Regions from separate parts of the Pelodiscus sinensis genome. Here region 1 is linked to region 2. Evidence: chromatin contacts called from public Hi-C data. All regions are on one chromosome and are shown on one strand. The core of a region is the stretch at or near the end of the contact, and the rest is flanking DNA. Distances in the headings are between cores, read along the strand shown.

Region 1 (4,885 bases), core at 11-2,510, 150 kb before region 2:
GTGTAGCTGAAATCGAAATAACTTAATTCGGCTTTTTGGTGCTGTCTACACAGCATGAAGTTGAAGGAAGAACATTCTTCCTTCGACTTCCCTTACTCCTCATGAAATGAGGGTTCCCATGATTTGGAGTAAGAAGTCCTCCAGCTTGATATCAGTTCAAAATAAAGGCAATTGTGTAGAGTATAGCTACCAGTTAACTGGAACCATAAGCCACATCCCTTAACATAAAGCTCCATGTAAAGATATAAATATACATTAATTTACTAGTCGAGTAGTCAGTGGAATTTCTATTGACTACTTGGTTAGTCCAAAGGCACTTCCGCATTTCTCCTTTGAAATGTAGATTTCAAAGCAGAAGCACCCCCATGGAGCCTGGTGTCAGCTGATCCCAGGGTTCTCTACAGCATTTCAAAGCTGCAGCACCACATGGAGCCGGGGCTCCAGGTGACTCCAGGTTCTGTGGAAATGCCATGGAGACCGGGGTGATGGAGGCACAGGGGCAGGGGGAACTGACCAGTCCACTATCCAATAAGCATTTCAACTAATCCTCAACATCCTCAGACCCCGGATTGTCAACTTGGGGGGGGGGGGGGCTGCCTCAGCTCTGCCTATGGCTGGGAGCCTGGTCCAGGAGCGGGGCTCCCAGGCGCTACCCAACAACTCAGGGCGCCCGGCTCTGCGGGGCTCTACGGCCCAGGAACGCGAGCCGGCTGCAGCCGCTCAGTTCTCAGCGCCGGCCAAGTGGGGGGGGGGGGAGGGAGAGGGCTCTGACTCGTGTCCGCCAGCGCGCTGAGAGCGGGGGCGAATCGGAGGGCTCCAGCATGCAAACCGGAGCATCGGTCTGGTGCGGGCGCCCCGCCCCCCCAGTACCTGACAGAGCGGCAACCGCCACAACCGGCTCACCCTTCCCCATGCCGCCATCTTGCCCACCCCTCCCCCGGAAACTTCCGGCAGCCACCCCACCATAGAGCTTAACCCGGAAATACAGAGCGGCCCCGCTCGCAACCTGCTACCATAGAGTTCGCCCTCGCACCTGTAAGTCTGCGGCTCGCGCTCGGCTTTCGCGCAGGTGCCAGACCTCGCCGCCGTCCACGTGACGCAGAACAGTTTCCCGCTCCCCCCACCCCAGCGCGCACTTACCGCTTGCCCCTCCCCCAGTCCAGGCAGCGCAGGGCGCGTTCCATTGGTCCCTCCCGCGTCATCTTCCCAGTCCAGCCCAGCGGGGCGGGGGGCGTGGAACCGCGGGCAGGCTGAGCGATGGGAGCGGCACAGAGGGGCCGGCCCAGCCAACCCCCCGCCCCCTCTTGTCCTGAGCTGTGAGCCGCCCCCCCCCCCCGCAACGTGACCCCTGGAACGCGCCTTTGTGTCTCGCGGCGCCGCGCAGGGAGCCGGTGCTGGCCCAGCGGCGGGGGGGGGGGGGGGGGGGGCTGCTAGTGCGCAGGAACGGGTCACAGGGCGGGCCTGGCCTCAGCCCCTACTGGCGCGCGGGATCGTGCCGGGATACAGGAGCAGGCTGCGGCCCCAGAGCCCCTGGCGGGAGCGAGGCGAGGGGCCCGTTAATTGTGGATTATCTTGAGTGTGTTTTTATCTACAGCCCGGCTTGGGTGCGGGGTGAAACTAACTCCACCCGCAAGCAAAGAAAAACAAAAGTAAAAGGCAGGGAAAAAAGAAAGTCTTTGGCAAACGTGCCAAGCTTCTGAAACGGATACAGAATTATTTGAAATAAAGCAGGCGACGTGTCTTACACAAGCAGCGATTACATAGCGGGGCGCACACTTCATCCTTTACAGAACATCTGAGCATAGGCACGTTTGCTAAACTATCGAATAAACTGTCCACCCCAGACTTAAACATTATACTTGAACTTCCATTCCCGGCTCTGAGCTGTTTTCAGGCTACACTTTTTCGTTGCTGAGTTACTATATTGTTCTTGCCCCCTTCCCAAGGATGTGTGATGAGAACCACAAGGCATTAACAGCTTTGAAACACTGTTCTAGTTGTAGAACAGTGTTTCTCAAACTGTGCTCCACAGAGCAGCTCCCGGGGCTCCGAGAGGTAAACAAACTGGAAACATCGATAGGTGCAACACATACAATCAGTGGGCGGCTGGGGCTCCGCGTAAATTTTTACGCATGTAAAGGGCTCCAAAGCCCAAAAAGTTTGAGAACCGCCATTGCAGAACATTCAAAGTAACCAAGTTAGCACTTGGCAGCATCAGAAATATTGAGTCAAGACTATTGCAGGAGACACAAGAGGACAGAGTTGTTTTCAAAACAAGATTAAATACACTAGTGTTTCTTTAGGGTTACTGCAGCACAAAATTTTTAAATATTTTTTTCCCTTTCTGAAAATATCAATGTAATAGTTATCCTTACAATGTGGCAGGACCAAGCAAATTTAGATTATCCTCAAAAGGTGCTTGCCAACATGTTTCTAAAAACTTCCAATGATGGAGATTCCACAGTTCTGGAGCTTAACTTTAGGAAAATATTTCTAATTACAATCTAAATCTCCCTTGCTAAAGATTAAGCCCATTACTTCTTGTCCTGTCTCCATCTCTTAACATTTCTGAAGACTTGTTAGGTCTCTCCCCCTTCTTTTCTCAAGACTAAACCAGCCCAATTTTTGCAACCTTTCCTCATAGGCCTGGTTTTCTAAACATTTTATCATTTGCCCACATTTTTCCTAAAGTGTGGCACCCAGAATTGGACAGAGTACTCCAACTACGGCTACACCAATGCCATATGACTGAATGAAGAAATGTTCCTTTTAAAGCATCTATAAAGTAATTATATTTATAATATTTAATATATATATATATATAATGTTGTTGTCAACCCCCTATTTTAAAACAAATTTATTTAAAAGAAATTTTCATCACGGTAGCAAAACCCAACAAACTACATTTTATCAAAAGTATAAAATTCACTAGAAAATACTGTCCTCTTTTTGCCAAACTGTTACATAAAACCCTTTGATTTACAAATACAATTATTTGTTACAGATAGTACTGAATATTCTATACATAGTGCTTTTTGATATGTACCAAGTATATGGAATCCAAATAAAAACCCATCAAAAAAACAAATCTAGATTATGAAATTAAACCAACCTAGTACAAATCTAAATAAGTTACATCCTGAAGTTCAACTGCATGCAAGTCAGATGCTAATAATATAAACTATATCTGGAAGAGATCACAAACTACATTAAATATGTAGTTTTATTTCCATTACTTTCCCACCCAAAAGTAAATATATATTTTTACACTAGAGCTTCTACAATATTTACAACCGTCTAATAAAATAAATCAGTTAAATATATTTGAAAATAAGATGATTTTTTTCATAAAATATATTGATTTTCTTTGTATGTACAGAATTTACCAAAGGTCTAAATTCAATAGTGAAACCCTCCCATAATACACAACAGTTTGCATCAGCAACTATTAGCAAGAAAACAACCTCTCTGAAATAAGACTAAAAACACATTTAGATACATGTAGGCAGAACAACATCTATATAACATCATATTGTGCAACATTTTAATATGGAGTCAGTGTTTGAGGCTAAAAATGATCATATAATACTATTTCAGGGATCTGTATTTGTTCTATGTAGGCAATCTCTTTGGTTATTTCAAGTCACAACTATTTTTGTTATTTTCCTAGGTATAAAATAAAAGTGTGCCTGTCTCATCTTGGAGATCTATGGCATAGTTATGTAGATTTAATACAGACATCTGGCTAATATTTAGTTAAAATAAATCTGAATTCTTTTTGAAACAGCTTCTATGGAGGTCAGATCCAAAAATTTTAGCATTTTTATTCAGCTCTTCTTCAGGCAAATCTGTCCGTAAGTACAATGACATTTTTGCCTGAGTTATGCAGTCCTGCCCCTTCAAGACACTCTGTATGCAGACTTACCAACATATGACAAATGCCACTTCTACAGCATGTGTCCACTCTATTCTCCCCAACTCAACTGAAGAAATTCCTTTACAGAGGAGCCCTCAGGATTCAAAGCTCCATTGATTTGGAGGGGATGGAGTGGGCTCTAATCAAGTCTTCCCACTGTAGGCCCACGGACTCCAGTGCAAGTTACTGCATACAAAAGTCCTGATCCTGCAAATACTTAGAATGTCTATAGATTCCACTCACAAGAGTCTAAGCCTCTGTGGACTGCCCAGAGTACAGAATTCATGCTCCAGGACATGGCCTAGTGCCAAGTGGAAGTACAGGCACATAGGCTTTCTGTCAGATCTCCTGAGAGTCACAGGCATAGGGAACTGACTGTTCTTCCACAGAAAGGGAGAAAGAAACTCCACCCACCAGAAAAAGAATTCATGGGAAACTGCAACTTGAAAATGATAAGTGGTTTCCACTTACCTACAAGGATCATTCTTGATTAGCAGAGCATTTGACTAAGAACTTGAGGATTTGGCCTTGTAGGCTTGGCTTTGACCGAAAAATGGTCTTTACTCAAGTAATAATCCTGTGTAGACATGGATCCTGATTCCCATTGGTTTTGCACCTTACATGGTCAATTAAGAAACAATATTATTTGATAGCATTCTACCCCACATTTTGCACAGGTGTAAGTACACAAGAGGAAGACAGTGGAGAACTAGGCCCATCTTCTTGCTTGATCTGTTTAAGAGTATGTGCTATTACTACACAAATTGTCAAGACATTGTGGCAAATGAACGAAACATTCTTATTGTTAAAAAACAAAAAAACCCAGAAGGTATCAGGAAGAGCTGAAATTATTTTCATACAATGGTTTTATACAATTTGCACTCCTGTTCTCATATACACGATTCACAAGAGTATGGTTGTGAAGCCCCCAAAACATTTACAGTATTTTATTTTGAGAAGAGCTCTCAA
Region 2 (4,750 bases), core at 2,228-4,727:
ACTGATTTAACTAAAATGGTTTACCATCGCATCTTTAATTATACCAGTGCCAGTATACAAACCTCTAAATACCACAGCGATACATACTTTGAATGACCTTGAGGAGAGATTGATGCTAAGGTTGCCAGATGGTTTAACCAAAAATACCGAATACTCCTCCCCTTCCCAAAAAAAACCCCACCAGGGAAAAAAATTTGTTGAGAGAAAAAAAGAGGGAGATCAAAATTGTTGAGAACAAAAAATTTAAAAATTAAAAATTTAAAAAAAAAACCAATATGGCCCCTTTAAGAAATGCCTTTGAGGTTTTTTTGGCCTTAACAGGCTGCCGGCAGCCATCTGCCATCTTGTTTTCCTGCTCTGGGCCAGACAGCTCCCCTGCAGAACCAGGTAAGCACCAAATCAGAAAATACTGGACATTTTAGGTGTCCAGTATTTTCTGAATTTTTTCACCAGACAGGAGGTGAAAATACCAGACTGTCCGGGTCAATACCGAACACCTGGCAGCCCTAATTGAAGCAGATATGAAAAAAATACTTGTAATCAAGATTGTCTCATTGCTCAAATGTATGAGGCCTATTATTTCCAGAATGGAAGGTCTGGGGTCAATGCTACTAACCTATACTTAAGAATAAATGACCCATGAGTCAAATTACTGGGGGAGAGATAAAGCCAATTTTTTAAAAGTGCTTCAGAGGTGGTCCAGTATAGGCCAAATAAGCCTGACTTCAGTACCAACCAAACTGTTTGAAACTATAGTAAAAAACAAAATTGTGAAGACATGTAGACGGTCATAATTTGTTGGGGAAGAATTGACATGGTTTTTGTAAAGGGAAATCATGCTTCACCATTTTACTAGAATTCTTTGAGGGGCGGGGGAAGGTTCAGTGGATATAGTGTACTTAAATTTTCAGAAAGCCTTTGACAGGTCCTTCACCAAAGACTCTTAAGAAAAGTAAGCTGCTATAAAATAAGAGGGAAGATCCTCTCGTGGACTAGTAAGTAGTTAAAAGATAGGAAAAAAAGGATAGGAATAAATGTTCACTTTTCAGAATTAGGGATGTGAACGACTAGTCAACGATCCGATAAGTAAATGTTTATCGGATCGTTGACAGGCTAGTTGACTAGTCACTTCCCCCTCCTTGTTGCCTCCATCAGAAAGATGGGGCAAAGGGGGGGAAGGAGAGGGTTTACTTCAAAGCAGTAGCGCCACATGGAGCCTGGGGCCAAACTCCAGGCTCCACGTGGTGCTGCCACTTTGAAACGCCACGTGCAGCCTGATGCCAGGTTCCCCGCCGTGTTTCAAAGCTGCAGTGACGCATGGATCCCGGGGTCAGCAGAGGAGTCCCAGCTGATCCCATGACCCACAGGGCACTTTCACCTTTGAAGTGTAGCAACAGCTCTACAGGCCCTATCAACTAATTGAATAGTCGATGCAAAATGCATCGACTATTCGATTAGTCAATTATTTGATATTTAACATCCTTATTCAGAATGGAGAGAGGTAAATAGTGGTGTCCCACAGGCATGTGTACTGGGAGCAGTCCTATGCAACGTATTGATAAATGATTTGGCAAAAGTGATAAACGGTGAGGTGACAAAACCTGCAGATGATACAAAACTACTTAAAATAATTAAATCCAAAGCAAGCACACTATGAAGAATTGAAAAAATAATCTCACAAAAGTGGGCAACAAAATGGCAGATGAAATTCAGTGCTGACAAGTGCAAAGTAATTCACATTGGAAAACGTAATCCCAACTATAAATATAAAATGATCTGGTCTAAATTAGTTGTTTAAGAAAGAAATCTTGCAGTCATTGTGGATAGTTCTCTGAAAACATCCATTCAATGGCATTCAAAAAGTCAACAGAATGTTGGGAATCATTAAAAAAAGAGAGTCAGACCAAAAAAATCATATTGTCTCTATATAAATACATGTGTTGTACATCTTGAATACTGCATGCACATGTGGTTGCCCATTCTCAAAAAAGATATATTGGAATTTGAAAAAGGTTCAGAAAAGAGCATAAAAAATGTTTGGAGTAGGGAGTGGCTTCCATATGAGGAAGGACTTTTCAGCTTGAAAAAGAGGAGACTAAGCAGAAATATGATAGAGATTTATAAAATCATGACTGTGTGAAGACAGTAAATAAGGACGTGTTATTTACTCCTGATATACAAGAACTATGGATTATCAAATTAAATCAATAGGCAGCAGGTTTAAAACAAAGAAAAGGAAGTATTTTTTCACACAACGCACAATCAACCTGTGGAACTTCTTGCCAGAGGAGGCTGTGAAGGCAAAGACTTTAATAGGGTTAAAAATGAATTAGATAAGTTGATGGAGGAAGCCAGGAATGGAGTTCTTAATCTCTGTTTTCCACAAGCTGAAAATAGGTAATGGGGATAGCTCACTTGATTATTTGTTCTGTTCATTCTCTCTGGGTACCTGGGGCTACTGTCAGAAGACAGGATATTATACTGGATGGACCTTTGGTGTTACCCAATGTGGCTGTTCTTATATTCTTAGCTCTTCAGGAGCCACAGAATTACTTGCACAATAGTGTAACTGTAGCACTGCCAACCTTTGCACTATTTGTATTTGTCTTAAAGATCCAACTTCTGGATTTATGCAATTAAAAATAGAAAAAAGTAAATTTCTAGATCTCTTAGTGGTGGAGAAAATTCTTGGGAACATGACCCACATGCACACTAAAGCCTTTCAGAGTTGGGTGGTTGGAAAGTGGCAGTTGCTGACTGACAACTCAACTGTGCAGACAGCAGCGCAGAGGTAAGTGGAGCAATACCATACCATGCCATGCCATGCCATGCCATTCTTACTTCTAAGCTGCTGCTGGCAGTAGCTTTGCCTTCAGAGCTTGATTTCTGGCCAGCAGCCTCCACTCTCCAGCCTCTGAAGGCAATGCTGCTGCTAGCAGCTGTGCAGAAGTAGGGGTAGCAGTACTGCAACTACCTACAACTTGCCATCCCCTCCCAAACTCTTTCCTGGGTCAGAAGAACCCCTACAAGTACAACACTGTAAAATTTCAGATTTAAATATCTGAAATCATGAAATTTACCATATATAAAATCTTCAGAAATATACCGAAATAGAATGAGACGCTGATTTTGTAGGACCTTGGCAACGACCATAAGGAGGTGGGGAAGCTGCCATAGGTGGTGCATTGCTTAGGACAAGCAGCAGCAAACCTGTAGGCCAATATGAGAGGCACTGGTCCCCAGCGCAGTGGTCAGGGTCTCAAAGCCTGGGCAGCACCGGGAATGGGGAGGTGGGGGGGGGGAGGCAGAGGGGCCATGACGTCAGTCAACCAGCCAAGCGAAGGGACCTCTGTAAGGAAGGACAGAGGGCCAGCTCCAGCGCTAGGACTACATCCCCCACAATGCACCGCCAGCTCACGATGGCGTCTCCGCGGCGGAAGGGAGAGGGCAGTTATACCCCGCCCGGCGGCGAGGAACGGGGAGGGGCAGAAGCGGAAGTGGGTTCCCCCCGCGGGGAGGCCGGCTGGGTCCGGTTCCGGGTGTCACCTACTTGGTGGTGCCGCTGGAGGGGGGAGGAAGATGGCGTCGGACTTGGAGACGGAGGTTCAGGCCATTGACAGGAGCTTGCTGGAATGTTCCGCCGAGGAGGCTGCCGTGGTGAGGCTCGTCCCCCGGGGGCCGTTAGGGGAGCGGGCCTGCGGGCGGGCTGGGTGTGTGGGCAGGGGGGTCCGTAGGGCCAGGCCCGGCAGTGGGGGGAGGCGATCTCTCGCGCTGCCTTAGGGGCGGGCGGAGGTGGCAGGGAGGTAAATATGTTTGATGGCGAGGGGCGATTGTGGCGGGGCTGTTTCAAGGGGCCCCGTGAACTAGAGACTCTCTCGTGTTAACTTGCTGCCGTGTCAAGCCCGCTGAGGTGTGACAGGACGTGGAAGCGAAGAGCAAAGTCAGCTCTCCCGTCTGCTTGGCTTGTGCCAAGCCTTACTCGAGTCCCACTTCTACGGCTTCCTCTCCCAGGCTGGTCACTTGCCCGGCAGTCTCTGATTTCAACAGGTTGTATTTCGGGTTGCTGGCTCCTCTTCCCTTCGCAGTTTTTAAGTTTTGTTCTTAAGATTGCTTGGGAGAAGGTTTTAAAAACAGTGTTTCCTTCTACCCGCCTCAGCTGCTTAGGCCCCAAGCTTGGAAAGAGCTTCATGAGTACAGATCCATGCACAGCAACCTATTGATTTCAGTGGGATTGTGTGAGAGAGCAGTGGTCTGCTCCCATACACCTATTTGCAGGGTTGTGGATTTCCTAAGTTTTTTTTTCCCTTTCTCCTCTCTCTGACAAGCAGCTGTTTTTCTGTGCCAACTGTATTTGGGGTTACACTGTACCTTAAAATTCAGTCACAAGATAACTGACCTCTTATGCTCATGGAGAGTGGAGAAAGAGAAGCATTCCCTTTTTGGGAACATTTAAGAGTAGTGTTCAATGGAACTAAGTACTTTTGTATGAGTGTTCTATGGTTCATATATGTAATTCAGTGGGCTCTCTTGGGTGTAACTGTTCATAGCATCAGAGCTTTATTTGTAAATGTCAATAACAGATTTATAATTACCTTATCAGAAAAAAAATTCCATGATTCAAATTATCATGTTTTTATGCTTTTAATATTTAAGTTATCTCTTTTAATGGACACTTGTGGTGGCAAATGTGAAATTATTTCAATGATAAATTTGATTTATTCCCTTATTTCGTCACATTTTATTCAGGTGC

What was found. Hi-C and Micro-C count contacts between places; a contact is called where the count stands out from the background.
Region 1: a Hi-C map of blood shows a contact between it and region 2, with 9 times the contacts expected there. The contact joins the promoter of MRPS10 here to the promoter of UBR2 in region 2. A contact is called at or near these places in 4 of 5 Hi-C or Micro-C datasets (blood, liver and an unstated tissue).

What each region holds. Positions count from the first base shown.
Region 1 is chr3:171,190,023-171,194,907 of ASM4963464v1, reverse strand. It overlaps MRPS10 (mitochondrial ribosomal protein S10), which reads right to left and starts at 1,260. Exons shown (of 7, transcript XM_075925444.1): 1 at 1,141-1,260. It overlaps TRERF1 (transcriptional regulating factor 1), which reads right to left. Exons shown (of 16, transcript XM_075925440.1): 16 at 2,782-4,885.
Region 2 is chr3:171,039,200-171,043,949 of ASM4963464v1, reverse strand. UBR2 (ubiquitin protein ligase E3 component n-recognin 2) reads left to right here and starts at 3,477. Exons shown (of 47, transcript XM_006122091.4): 1 at 3,477-3,657. The coding sequence starts at 3,580.